Linked DNA regions of Gasterosteus aculeatus: region 2 is linked to region 1. The links are chromatin contacts, called in public Hi-C maps. All regions are on one chromosome and are shown on one strand. Each heading gives the region's core, a stretch centred on a gene start, on an enhancer-like site or on the middle of the called end of the contact. The rest is flanking DNA. Distances are from core to core; before and after follow the strand shown.

Region 1 (6,716 bases), core at 3,972-6,471:
ATATTAATTGAATTAATGAACTTTTTTAACATGGTTTTTCAATGGAGTTAATTTTCAAATCCTCTTAAACTTCTTAAACTTTCCGTTTGAGATTTACATTAGTGTGTATTGGATTTCTTAGAGTGAGAGCTGAAGATCTTAAGTTTACAGCAGCTTCAGAATATGGTTAAAAAATATTTCTATCTTGCCCTCATGGCCACAATATTCACTGTTCAAGCTTCACTGTTGGATGTTGTGGATTGTTGTGCTGGTTGTACTCATGTGGCTATAGAATCCCACAGGCATTTACTTTTTTCCTGAAAAGCCAGAGAGTGAGAACGTCTGTCTCAAGCTCTGTAGAGTCTTGATCATTAAGGACTCAGCAGGGACCCGACAAATCAATTTGATGACATTAATCAAATCTTTTGAAGTTTTTATGCCGATCTATTTTCATCTGAAAAGGACCCAAGTCAAGAAAACAATTGATTTCTCCACAGCATTGATCTACCATAGATTAAACAAGAACAAACTAACATATTTGACTCGCATGTATTGCCCAATAAGCATTGGGCACCTCCTAAAAAAGTTAACTTTCATCAGTAATGATGAAAGTTCATTGTTTTACTTTAAAAAGCATGTCAGTCGGACTGATACATGTTCTGGTGGTTCTAAAAAAGTTAATTTCACAAATATGTAGAATAATATAACGGTGATTTCTCCCTGGATGAGTTCTATAAACACATTTGGTTCATTTTAGCTCCACTTTTTAACAAGATAACTGAAATAAAACAAAATGCGCAATTTCCAACCAACATGAATACAGCTTGTATATCACTCCTCTTCAAACCATACAAAGATCCAACTCTTCCATCTAGTTAACCGTCCAATTCCGGTCCTCGATCTATATATTAAAATTATCACTAAGACACTAGCTCACAGATTAGAAAAAGTCACTCCATTCATCCAGATCAAACCGGCTTCATCAGAGGTCCATCCACATGCAGACTGTTTCATTTAATAAATTACTAATTAGAACAAGCCAGAACCATCATAGCCTCCTTAGATGACAAGTAAACTGAACATTTCTCAAAAGCACATTACAAAGATTTGGCTTTGGGGAAAGATTTATTAACAAGAACAATTGCGAATTTCTAAGCCACAATAAACCTCTAAAATTTTACGTGGTCCACTAAAGGCATCACCCATTTGAAAAACATAATATATTCTTGGTTCAGGTGGTATTGGGATAACTTTTTGGAATATCTGCAATTGAAATAATCTATTCAATCCAAACTTTACATCAAGACCATTAATACCTCTCTCAACCTTCAATGTTTATATCACCTCCTAAAAAAGTTAATTTCACAAATATGTAGAATAATATAACGGTCTGACAAGAAAGCCTCCATACCATGAAGAAAATGGGAGACCTATCCATCATATCAGGTTTCATGATACTGGGCAAAAACGGTTTCAAATGGGATTCATGTCAGACATCTCTCCACATTACATTCAAAATATCCCAGTTAGCTACATTTATGCCACCTGGCATTGCATACCAGTTAAACACTTTTGGAAAAAAATAATTGCATCATTATCTGTTTTTGTGGGCTGCCTCACCCCATTATCTCACTCACTGTGCTTCCTAGGAGACGTTTCCACTTGAGCAAAATAAACCACTGATTACTCCTCGTGACCATAACCAATGCCAAGAAAACTATTCTCATTAATTGGAAATCAAATGATAAAACGTATATTGACGTTTGGAGAAACTTGATTTTGGATATCTTAATAGAAAATCTATTGACCCCCATCCCTTACAATACAACAAAAAACCACTCCATCTTGTAAAATTTCACTAAATATTTGCAAACATGACACCAGCCATCCCATTGATATTAAAACCTGTTATTATTGTTAGTTTATTCGGTTACTTACTTACTTTTTTTGCCGGAAAACCAATTGAGCCCACGAGTCAACTCCCTTCTTCACTACCCACTGGTATTGCACCAGGGGAGATTCTGCCAAGCGGAACTCAGCCCCTTGATTATCCTGGTTTAGGATCGCCACAAAATTGCACTATTTTAATGTTATACAGGTGTAATAAATGTTTTTCAATTCAGACCGAGTCTCTCCTGAGTGTAATACAACTGCAAGCACATACACGCACCATTGTCCTATACCCATACCATATGTTTTTTGACTTATAGTTTTCAGTATGCATCATTCCTTACTAAAATTATAAAAACACCTCAGCCAGAATTTCACACATAGCTTTAGTGTACTGTACCTCCTGTCATCAGTGTATGAATGGATCAGATCTAATTTTAAAGAGCCTTGAGTAGTCCAGACTACAAAAGAGAAAAACAAGTACAGTCCATTGAACATTTGCATTATGCTTACAGGTCTAGAAAAGTCTGAAATAATACAAAAATGGACAGTGTCACACCATGTTGGGCAATGTTCAATAAACAAAAGAAAATAATACGGTTTGAGCAAACCTTGGACAGGATAGATGGAATGGCAATTCTTCAGTGAGAGAGGGTTGTGGGTGGGGAGGTGGTTAGTGGTTTTGTGCCCTAAGGCAAATGTATTACCTGATATACCAAATGCACTTTCATACGAGTATACCCGTGGTGATTTGAAGTTTTGAACCGGATGGCTGCTTTATTGGGACAGAATAGAACACAAAGTATACAGTTTGTGTGTGGATGGTACCGACACATCCAAGAACTGATTCAGAATGGCTAAGAAAACTGGGAGTTTAAATAGCTCATATTCCCAGTGAAGCTATAATGGAGTGGAGCACAAGAAAAGGTTTGGAGGCGATGATGGATCACTTAATGAGAACACCTCAACGGGGAAAATGTTATAACATTTATCAAAGTTAAACAAATTTGTAAGGTGGTGGTTTTGAAAAATATATAATTTTAATATTCCAAATGCACTTTGATTTGGAAGCCAGTGTAGGCAATACTCATTTTATTAGTCCTAAAGAGATTTAGTACTTTACTGTCTTCTATTTTTCGTTTAGAAACATACATAATGGGTTTGTTAAGGTGTAAGAAACCTGTATTCAAATATGTGTCTATAAGAATCAGGAAACTATTCTATAAGCGTTGGGGGCACTGTGCAGCTGTCAGCTGGCTCTTTGACTCCTTTCCACAGACTTCTAGTTGCCCTCGCCTTTTGTCTTCTTTGCTGGAAAAAAGACAGACATAGGCTCAAACATTATAGTCTATAATTAAAGAAAAATCTAACAGAATTGCAAACTGTTAAATGGTAGTGCAGTCCTCATAGAAGACTGAATGCTGGCAGTTCAAAACAACGGATAGAAGAGGAACAATGGGGATTTCGTCCTTGTCCTTGAACAAGGGACCAGCTCTTTACTCTTTCAAGGTACATGAAGGGGCCTTGGACTACGCTCATCCACTACAAATGTTTTGTCTTGGGATCCCCCAGTAATAGCCGGTAGACGTGGACGTAAAGGGAATTTCTGGGTCCCCTGCTTGAACTGTTGCCCCCGTGACACAACCCCAGGTAAGCGGTTGAAGATGAGAGATGAAACTGTTGTAGAGCATTCCTGGTCCACACAGCATAAACACATATGGACCTGATAGGTGTGCTTTCTTTTGAAATGTCTGACACCTCCCATGTCCTCCTCCACTTCCCGTTTTTTGATACATGGCCAAATACACACAAAGCTGATGACATTATTGTCAGCCTTCGGAGCACTGTGATTAATACTGGTAAGCACAGTTTAGCATGCAAAGACGTGAAATCAATTAAGATGGTGAACATGATAAACATTATACCTGCAATACACCAGGATTTACTATGGTCATTGTGAGCATCTCATCCTTATAATCTTATCCTTATCATCTTATAATTATCATGTCAACATTATCAGTCTCACCTTTGCTTCGTGTCTTGATTTTTTCAGTGCAGGGTTTGGAGGCAGAAATAGACGGTTGACATTCCGCATTAAACAAAGCCTTCTTTAACGTCCCCATTCTGGTCCGCAAGCCAGAGCTTGGATCACACTCTCCCCAACTATCAAAGCGATACTTGCAGTCAGCTGGGAGAGAGAAGTCACACAGAAGATAAACATATGCATCTTTGAATACATGCATGTTCCAGTAAAGCAGACCTATCACATCTTTAAAACGTGTATGAAAGTTTAGCTACGTTCATTCTCATTGCTCAAACACAATCATGCATGTTTTCAAACCAATGTGCCTGACATTTTGACAATACGTACATTGTACCTACTGTTCTTTATAACATCACAACATGTCTGTGATCTCATTTATCTTCTGCTACAGTCATAACCACAACCACATAATCTGACTTCTTACCCTTTTTCATCCCTTCCATTCATTCAACAGCTGCCTTCCTAGTTATCTGATATAGAGTAAGACAACAACTTTGCTCATATACTGTCTTACCAAATCACAACCATAGTTAGGTTATGGAACTTGGCGCTACACCAATTGGGCCTGACTCAAACTCCACCTCTACCTGTCCTCAATTTTTTAAAATACAAATCAATGTTCTTTGTCTTTTCTAAACATTTAATGTAATAGATACTTCTAAATAACCACTGTGCTTCACGCCACCACTGATCAAGTCATTTTTACATTGTCTGCTTTAAGAAATGGAAAACTCACTTGTTTAGTCACTTTTACTGTGATTCAGAAGTGATCAGGGACAAATAAGCGCTTACATAACAGTGCAGGTCTCCTTTAAGAGAAATACATATGGTGAATCTCTGAGCACCATGGTTAAAAAAATATTTTCTGACTTCACAGTACAAGCTACAGGCTGTTTACTGAATCATTGTTTCTGAATCAATTTGAATTCATACCTCGCAACAAGTCTATCATTATAGCTACACACATGAATAAACAGTATGTATATTCATACAGTGCTGCTGCACAGGATTGGATAGGATATAGTTAATTACTAGTTCACGATGATGTTGTGTTCGCATACTGTACTATGTCATTCAGTTAGTTTCTGATTGGCCCTTTTCATTTAAGTTTTCTAACATTACCTTATCATTAGATACACTGTGTGTGTGTGTGTGTGTGTGTGTGTGTGTGTGTGTGTGTGTGTGTGTGTGTGTGTGTGTGTGTGTTACCTCCAAATTTCTTTTTCCAGTTGCACGGTATTCTACATTTCATCCTCTGGTTCTGCTGCTCACATGACCCCTCTCTAAACCCTAATCCACAGTCCCCGTTGCTAGGGACACAGTTGCCATAGCGCCAGTTGGTGCATTCTGACCCGGACTGGGAAGGCTTGTTTTTCTCTGAGGACAGAACAATCAGACATGCATCGGTTCAACATTATTTCATCATTCAACGACTACTAGTGTAACAGATGTGATCTGTATTCATCAACCTCCACTGTGTAATGTCATATCAACTTTCAAAGCCTTTTAGACAAGAGGTATTTACAAAGTGCTAAGTGATTTGGCACCATATCATCCCACTAGATGGTAAATGGACTCTACTTGTATAGCGCTTTTCTAGTCTCCCGGCAATTCCCACTACACAAAATTCAAACCATTCACAGACTAGTCACATTAGTCGCCCAGCTATTTGTGGTTAATTTGCGTCATTTACTTAAGGAAAAGGGCCGGGACTTGTCTCCGGCGTTCCGCTATCCACAATGTAATTGTGAACCAACAAGCCAAACCAAAAAACTGTTGTCTTGGTTCACTCTGAACCAAAAGGTTTTCTAGCCACTGACGATGTAAAATTTCATGACAAGTATATAAAATAGTAAGGAAATTAGAAAGCTTGGGTGGCTGATGGCGTAGCGCAGCTGTCTTGTAATGTCTTGTTATTTTGCTTGACAGGGTTCGAATCCAGGTCGAGGCGATCTTTTAATAAATGTATTTTCTTGTATTAATGTATTTCTTCAGACATGGCAGTGATGTAGTGCTCACTTATACAATCGTAATGGCTGCAAAAGATATGTGATGACTTTTGAACATTTTCAGCAATATATTTTTGCGAATGTGTGACAAATCAGGTGACCGAGGCAGACAACATCTGCCGCTGTAGGGGGAAACAAACACGCACGCGTAGACAAACCAGTAGGCATGTAACAGCGGCAAACCAACGTTTGCAGAGAGAAAAATGGGTCGACGCACACAAGGTGGTGTGAAAAGGCACGCAAGGGACACGCAAGGGGCTCTTGCGTCTGCGTGTCCTTGAGTCTCTGAAAACGCAGAAGTATAAACTAGGCGTAATGCATTTATTGACAAATGCCATTTTAAATTCATCTCATAGCACTTTTTGTTTTTTAGCTGTACTCAGATGGGGTGATACATTTACTTAACGTGCACTACAATGATGGTAATAATTTAATGAATAAGCTTCAAGTGAACATGGGGGTGTGTTTGAGTGTGCAAGTATTATAGAGAACAAGTTCTGACGTTAAAACAAATCCTGTTGAATTTTCTGGTTTGTATTTTTATAAATTATGTTAAAGGAGCAACCTGTACTTCATGTATTTTTGCAATGTGAATTTGCATTTCTGTTTTAGAATGAAGGGGGGGAAGCTTTTTAATGCGTTTTTTTTTAATGCAATTCATCGATTAATGGAAGAAATACAGTGGATCCGGAAAGTATTCACAGCGCTTCTTTTTCCACATTGTTATGTTACAGCCTTATTCCAAAATAATTAAATTCATTAATTTCCTCAACATTCTGAACACAACAACCCAT
Region 2 (6,563 bases), core at 2,549-5,048, 54 kb after region 1:
CCTCCAACTAAATGTTGGTGCTGACTTCGTGTTCGCTGAGTCTGCCGCTGCCCTGTGTTGCATGCTGCATGTTCTTTTGTTCTGTCTCTGTCTCTGCAGGACACTGTGGATCTAAAACTAATGAAGTTGAATCCAACAGCTGTGCAGTACATCGTCCCTCCATAAATCTCCATGTTCAAGGTAGGATTAGTATGGATGCAGTTTGTTCAGCTTTATGAAGGTCAAGAAGTCTTTGTTGCAGTGCAGTCTCTTTTCAAAATAAACATTAAACCGGTTGACTTAGTTTTTAAGTTAACAATACAAGTTATTGGTTAATTAAAGTCCTTTAGTGCAGTGTGTTAGTCAGGGGGAAAATACCTGGTTATACATGCGACATGAACACCAGTCTCCTGGGTGAAAGTCCAGAATCGGTTTGACCCGTCCATTGTCTTTATTTCCTCACTACAGCTCAGCTCTATCACTCACTGTCCTCGTACTGTTGGAGAGGCTTCCCTTCAGTGAGTGAAATCTTTAACTCTTCAGGAAACTGCTCATATTTACAGAAAATCAATGCTGCGTAAGCAGCTTTAATGCAATACAAAGCGACCAATTTCAGTTTTACACTGTGAATGAATGTAAAAAAAAAAAGTCCCCTTTCAGTAGACGTAGAAGCATGAAAACAAGCCAAAGAAAGTAAAGTTGTTTTTCCTTCGAAGCTCAAGCCTTTCATGTAAATTGTGACAAGTCTCCATGAAGCCTGAAGTAAACACTCCTACTTTCCCTCTCCATGCTTATCTCACCCTGCTGTCAACTTCAGAAGCAGGCTCGAGCAGAGTAAACCGCCGGCAGGCTTTAACGGCAAACCTACAAACAGCAAATCAAAAGCTGAGCCCGTCTGGCTGAATGACTCCTCCATTCACCTACTTTCTTCTCCTGTCTCTTCTGCCTTCCCTCCTCTTTGTCTTTTTACGTAGAAAGTTTGAGCTCTTTGTCAGATTTAGAATCCTGGTTGGCTTTGTGAGTTAATAATCAGGAGCATCAGCCTGGAAGAACAGTTAGCATGTTCCTCTAGAACTTCTCAAATGTTCACTAAGGAGGACAGGCGACACGTATATAAATATATACACACACACACACACACACACACACACACACACACACACACACACACACACAGTAAAGAAGTGAATTTAGATTTTAAATAAACCACAATAAGTGAATATTAATTTATTATCGGAACAACCCTTCTCCTAATCAATCTCAAGTGCACCATTGAGCATCAGCAGTCACCAGCCAGCAGAAGATCAAACACCACCTGGTTGCTATGCAACACAAAGGCCGACTATCAACCCGTGAGCTCTCTTTAGTGTTAGCAATGTGACCTATTTAAGAACGGGACTCTGTTGTTAAAAATAACATGAACAGAGTTCGTGTTGCTCCTGAAGACGAAGATGAAGAACAGCTCTTTGTACATCACACTCACATACCGAGATGCCCTCAGGTTTGAAAAGGAGGTGCGAAGCATTGTGATAACTAGAAACCCATTTCCTGTTTCATGATGAGGAATTAAGACAAACACGCGTGACAAAGATTTGCTGGATGAAACCTGAATGAAAGGGGAATGTTAAATCAGAACTGCTCATTAGAACTCCTCACTAACAGAACCAGCACCCCTTCCTTTCTAGGAGAAACCTCGGACTACATCAATGGAGAATGAGCAACACAAACAACCTGATGTTGTGGTCCTCAACTCCATCTCAAGGAAAGAACTTCCTGTGAAGGGACGAAAAATCTGCAGTCTCAGTATAAAAAACAAAAATCACGCTAGTTAAGGTATGTTTTTATTAGACTCGGACCCAAACATGTGAAAGTTTCACACTTTTCATGATTCGGATAAACTAAACAAGATAGAAGTGAAAGGAATTTTCAAACTGGACCTACAGGACAGGTGATGGTGACACTAGTTAACTGCATCCTCACCGTCACTGGGATTAAAGAGACGTGGTCAATAAAAAAGCAGTTGTAATACATTACTTTAGATAAATGGATTGTAGTGCAGAACTCCAAGCTTTGTGAACAAGCACAACCACCTCTTTCCCTCGCTCCACCCAGTGTTAGAACAGACAATACCCCCCCCCCCCCCCCCCCTCCCCACCTACAACAAAGAAGAAAGAAAAGTCAGAGACTTTGTCTGGACCACATCCGACTAATACAAGGATAATCAGTGGTGTCTGTAATATCAACTCCTGGATATGAAGATTCAATGTCCCGTAGTGACGCCAGTGTACTGAAGTAGAATATCATATAACCATATTAAATGTTCAGTCGACAAAATACATGTACATAAACAATTATTCTACCAATTATTTTACTCGTGGAATACATTATGAAAAATAAAGTATTTATACTAAAGAGATCAACTCAAGGTTCACAAGTTCTTTGAGTTAAATATATAATATTAATAAATTAAAATTCCTTTCTGATCCTGTGACATAAAAAAGTTGTGAAAAGTGTTTGGAGACATTACCACTGTACTTGTGTGTGTGTCACTTGATATTTTGGTTCTTCTGAGGAGCCTAAAAGATACTTCCTAATTAACCCTGTATATTCATAAAGGAAACCAATAATAACTTATAACTCTTCTATTCTAAAGCAACAAAGTAAATCAGCTCACCTTCACAACATGCCACAACAAGCTCTGCTTACAATAAGCTCTGCTTATTGTGGCATGTGGCATAAGAACTGCTACAGACACACATAAACTGAATATGAATATAATAAGCACATACAACTGAAAGGTAAACGTACACAACAAATATTCATGCTGCAACATGCTGAAACATGCTGAGACACATGTGGGAAACTAATGAGACAAATATATGTGTGTTTGTCTGGCCTGGGGGATCAAACCCTGTCCCCACGCTCTGTGTGTTTGTGTGCGTTGGGTCTCCTATAAGGCAATTCCTCCGCTGAATAATGAAGAATTGGATCAGTTAGTTATTAGGGGTTTGTTACACAGTTGATCATGATCTATAATGGAAGCACAAGGAGGCAGAGTTGTTCAGCTAAGTTGACCTCACAAATCAATCATTTTCATGTCTAGATTATGAACGAGATCCTGGGCTGTTAGAAGTGCTTCAATATGAGCACAGTATCAATCCAATATTATTGGCTAGCGGAGTGGATCAATTCACTATTCAAACTTCCTGGCCATTGCCATGGGAAAGTACACCAACATGATAGACGAGTGTCGGGCCCACTGTGTGCCCATTTAAAGCTTTGTTCCATAACATGAGGCCTAACGACTTCCACACACAAAGACGTGACTCTCTAGGTCGTCTTCAACAAAACACGTTACTCCACCTGTTGTTCTGGAGGTGAATTGTTCTGCAACACACGCAAGCCTTTAGAACCATGCATTGAAAGGAGTGCGTCATAAATACGCAGAAGCATGCGCCAGCCTTAACAAGCTATCCAAAAGAGAGGGAGAGACAAGGCTCTGTGTCATTTCTGTGTCCTTTTCGGGGATCATTGAGGGCAGATAGAGAATCTCCTTAGGATCTGTGGACTGTGAAATTTCATCCATGGGTTTCTCCTCTTGCTGCATATGCTGAATGAAACAACAGCATGGGGAATTTGGAATACCCGTCCTTAAAATGTGCTTCGGAGGAATAGAAATATGGCTTGAGAGATTTGAAAATCCATTTATTGTTTGAAGTGATAATAGAAATGTACCTTCAGTCTCATGGTACGTTCACACCGAAGCGTCGCTAGCGTTTTGCGCCACAGGATTACATCAGCGTTGAGATGCTCCCGGTCGTCACTGACGTCCTGCATAAAGCGGTCCCTGAATTGTACGATACATCCACGTACCTTTATGGTGACCCAGTCTGGGAAAGACCTCGCACTTTTCACAAACAGCACACAACCATATATGCCTTTTTACAACATCCCATCACTGTACTGAATATAGTACATTCTAGTGTAGGATAATTGTATTGTTTATAACGAACACACTGCTGCTAAATATAAGTAATATAAGTAAGTTTGCTCAACGTGTGTGCGGCTCTTAAAAGAGCTGTTTGGATGTGCTTGAGCACTACACGGTGTCTCCATGGGACAGTTCCCTCGGCAGAAGTATGATGTGAAGATGGTGAAGTCCGCTGCCCGATCCGAGCCAACAAGCTATTAAACGGGCTAACGGCTACCACCACGCACCGCTGGAAGCGGCAGTCATCCAGACGCAGTTCCTGTAGAAGTCAGTGAAATTTACCGAGCTGTCGGCCTACGGATGCTATTTAGTTTAAAAAGACAACACGGTTTGGTGGTCCGGCGTGAGCGAATAAGCGATACCCGCGAATTGACAACAAATGATGCCCCGAGAGTCCTGAGGGGCGTTTAAAGCGTTTGAGGCGACGCAAAACATTTGCTACGGGTTCAGGGTGAACGTACCATCAGTTGTTTCAGCTGCTTCAGGTTTACACTGCTTTACGATGTTGGTTCCTGTAATATTGAGCCTGATGCTCTCTCTCTCCAACTTGTTTCCGAAGAGGCCCCGCGAGTCCGAAAATCATCCCCCCTTCCTCTTATGTTGTGGCAGCTGTTGGCTTTTAGATTTAACCTACGGTGAAGGAGACTCAAGTAGACCCAGGTAATGGCCTCCTTGGCCTTCTTTTTGTTCCTGTCTGCGTGTGCTCCCAGCAGCTCCTCAGGGCCCTGGTGCTTGGGAGGTGTGCTCTGGGAATAGCCCCCTATGGGCCAGCATCCCGTCTGATCCGTCCCCTTCCCATTCCCAACCATGTTCCGCTACATTACGCTAAATGTGCACTACAATAAATCAAACAATACTTTTTGGAATACTGTTTTGTTAGAAAGGTATGAGTATCTGTGTGCCCATATTATGTTATGTAATGCATTACTGACCACATGCTCTTTGTATTGATGTGTGTGGGTGTTTGTTTGTTTGTTTGGAATGGTGTGTGTTGAATTCAAAGCAGGATTTCATATCGGTGCAACACTAAGAACTCTCTTTAACTAGAATTCTGTCTCAGCTGTCAATCACTCCTGCTGGCTATCAGCGCTGATGTCAGATATAACCTTTTTACTAAAGGTCTACTAACTCTGATGGTTTAAAAAATAAAAGGAAAATTTAAACCCGCCCTAAAGAACTGCAGCAGAATCAGCAAAGTGCGTGTTACAAGAATCTTTCCCTTTGATGCATTGGTCTGATGTTTGCTTTGACATAAAGAATGTATTACGTCTATAAAATTATATCAGCCACGCAATGACCAGGTAGTTTTAGTGTAAATCAGAACTTTGGTACATGTACACTTTGGATCATGTTTTCTTAAATGTTTCTTGTGCGTGTAATATATTTCAGAAAGGGTTGTGGTAAGATTTTGAGGTAAAATGTTGAAGCGGTTAGTTTCCCGTGTGCCTCTGAGCAAAACAAAAAACACACTACAAACTCCAGCATCCAACTACCAACCTGCAGTCCCAAGGTGAACTTGACAGAAGAGAAGTCCTAGAGAGGAAGATGGGATGGAGGATAGAGGTCTGTTGGCATGTACTTGCTCCACCTATCAGAGTGAGCCTTCCTACACTACCAGCCATTCGTATTAATGGCATTATGTAACATGAAAGTAGCACAACTCAATATTGCTCTCTGAATGTTATACCTCGCACAATTTCAGCATTTCTACAAATGAGTGAACTGTCCCTGATCACTTAATAAAATAAACTGAATGAGGCACACATGCGTAGTTCCAAATGTTAGGAAATGTTCTTCTTGCTCTGGACTGTCACTGCTTTTCTGTTTCCATGCAGTGACACAGAACTATGGCCTCCCCCCCTCCTCTCTCCTCCTTACCTCCTGGAGGCGCTGGATGTGTTCTCTGCAGGTTTCTAAGTCGCTGTCACCAGAAACCACGATGAGCCCCAGAGGAATGGCTGAAGATACAGAGGAACAAGACAATTATCCCACAGCACTTTGATATCTACTTACAACCTCAGGACCCTGGAGAACCTTGAACTGCATCGAGAAGGGCCTGGTGCACACCTGGGACTCTAGAGGGGTAGTGAGGACAAATCATTATCAATGGATATGTTACCTAGCTAGGCTAAATGTTTCTGGGTTTGCTTTAGTGCGGAGAATGATACCGAGTACATCCTATTTGTGAAAGAAACAGCTTACAGGAAGATCCTCCTGATCACTACTCCTCCTTGCTCTTCCTCACTGCTCCTCCTCAATGATCATCCTCACTCCTCCTCACGTGTGCTTTACACCACTGCTCCGCGACAGTGTTCCTCAATACTGCTTCTCATCACTGCTCCTTAGCAGTGCTTTTCACCACTGCTCCTCATCACTAGTCCTCCTCTCTGCTCCTCCTCCCTGCTCCCCATCACTACTTCTCCCCACTGATCCTCCTTCCTGCTCCTCATCACTGCTCCTCCCCAGTGCTTCTTCTAACTGCTCCTAATCAGTGCTTTTTACCACTGCTTCTCATCACTGCTCCTCGTCACTTTTCCTCACCACTGCTCCTCATCACCGCTTTCCACCACTGCGCCTCATCACCACTCTTCAG

What was found. A called contact is a pair of places that touch in the nucleus more often than the background predicts.
Region 2: a contact with region 1 is called in a Hi-C map of skeletal muscle, with 5 times the contacts expected there. The contact joins two enhancer-like sites. A contact is called at or near these places in 2 of 6 Hi-C or Micro-C datasets (skeletal muscle and whole body).

The regions. Positions count from the first base shown.
Region 1 is chr1:22,229,495-22,236,210 of fGasAcu3.hap1.1, forward strand. It overlaps mdka (midkine a), which reads right to left. Exons shown (of 5, transcript XM_040182526.2): 3 at 5,123-5,290; 4 at 3,896-4,057; 5 at 2,426-3,180. The coding sequence ends at 3,152. Among protein-coding and RNA genes, the nearest start is that of mdka, 13 kb to the right of the region's middle. Within about 2 kb of position 5,222, at least 3 of the 9 cell types and tissues checked have open chromatin away from gene starts, as enhancers often do.
Region 2 is chr1:22,284,548-22,291,110 of fGasAcu3.hap1.1, forward strand. dgkza (diacylglycerol kinase, zeta a) reads right to left here. Exons shown (of 35, transcript XM_078104382.1): 24 at 5,849-5,928. Among protein-coding and RNA genes, the nearest start is that of dgkza, 33 kb to the right of the region's middle. Within about 2 kb of position 3,799, at least 1 of the 9 cell types and tissues checked has open chromatin away from gene starts, as enhancers often do.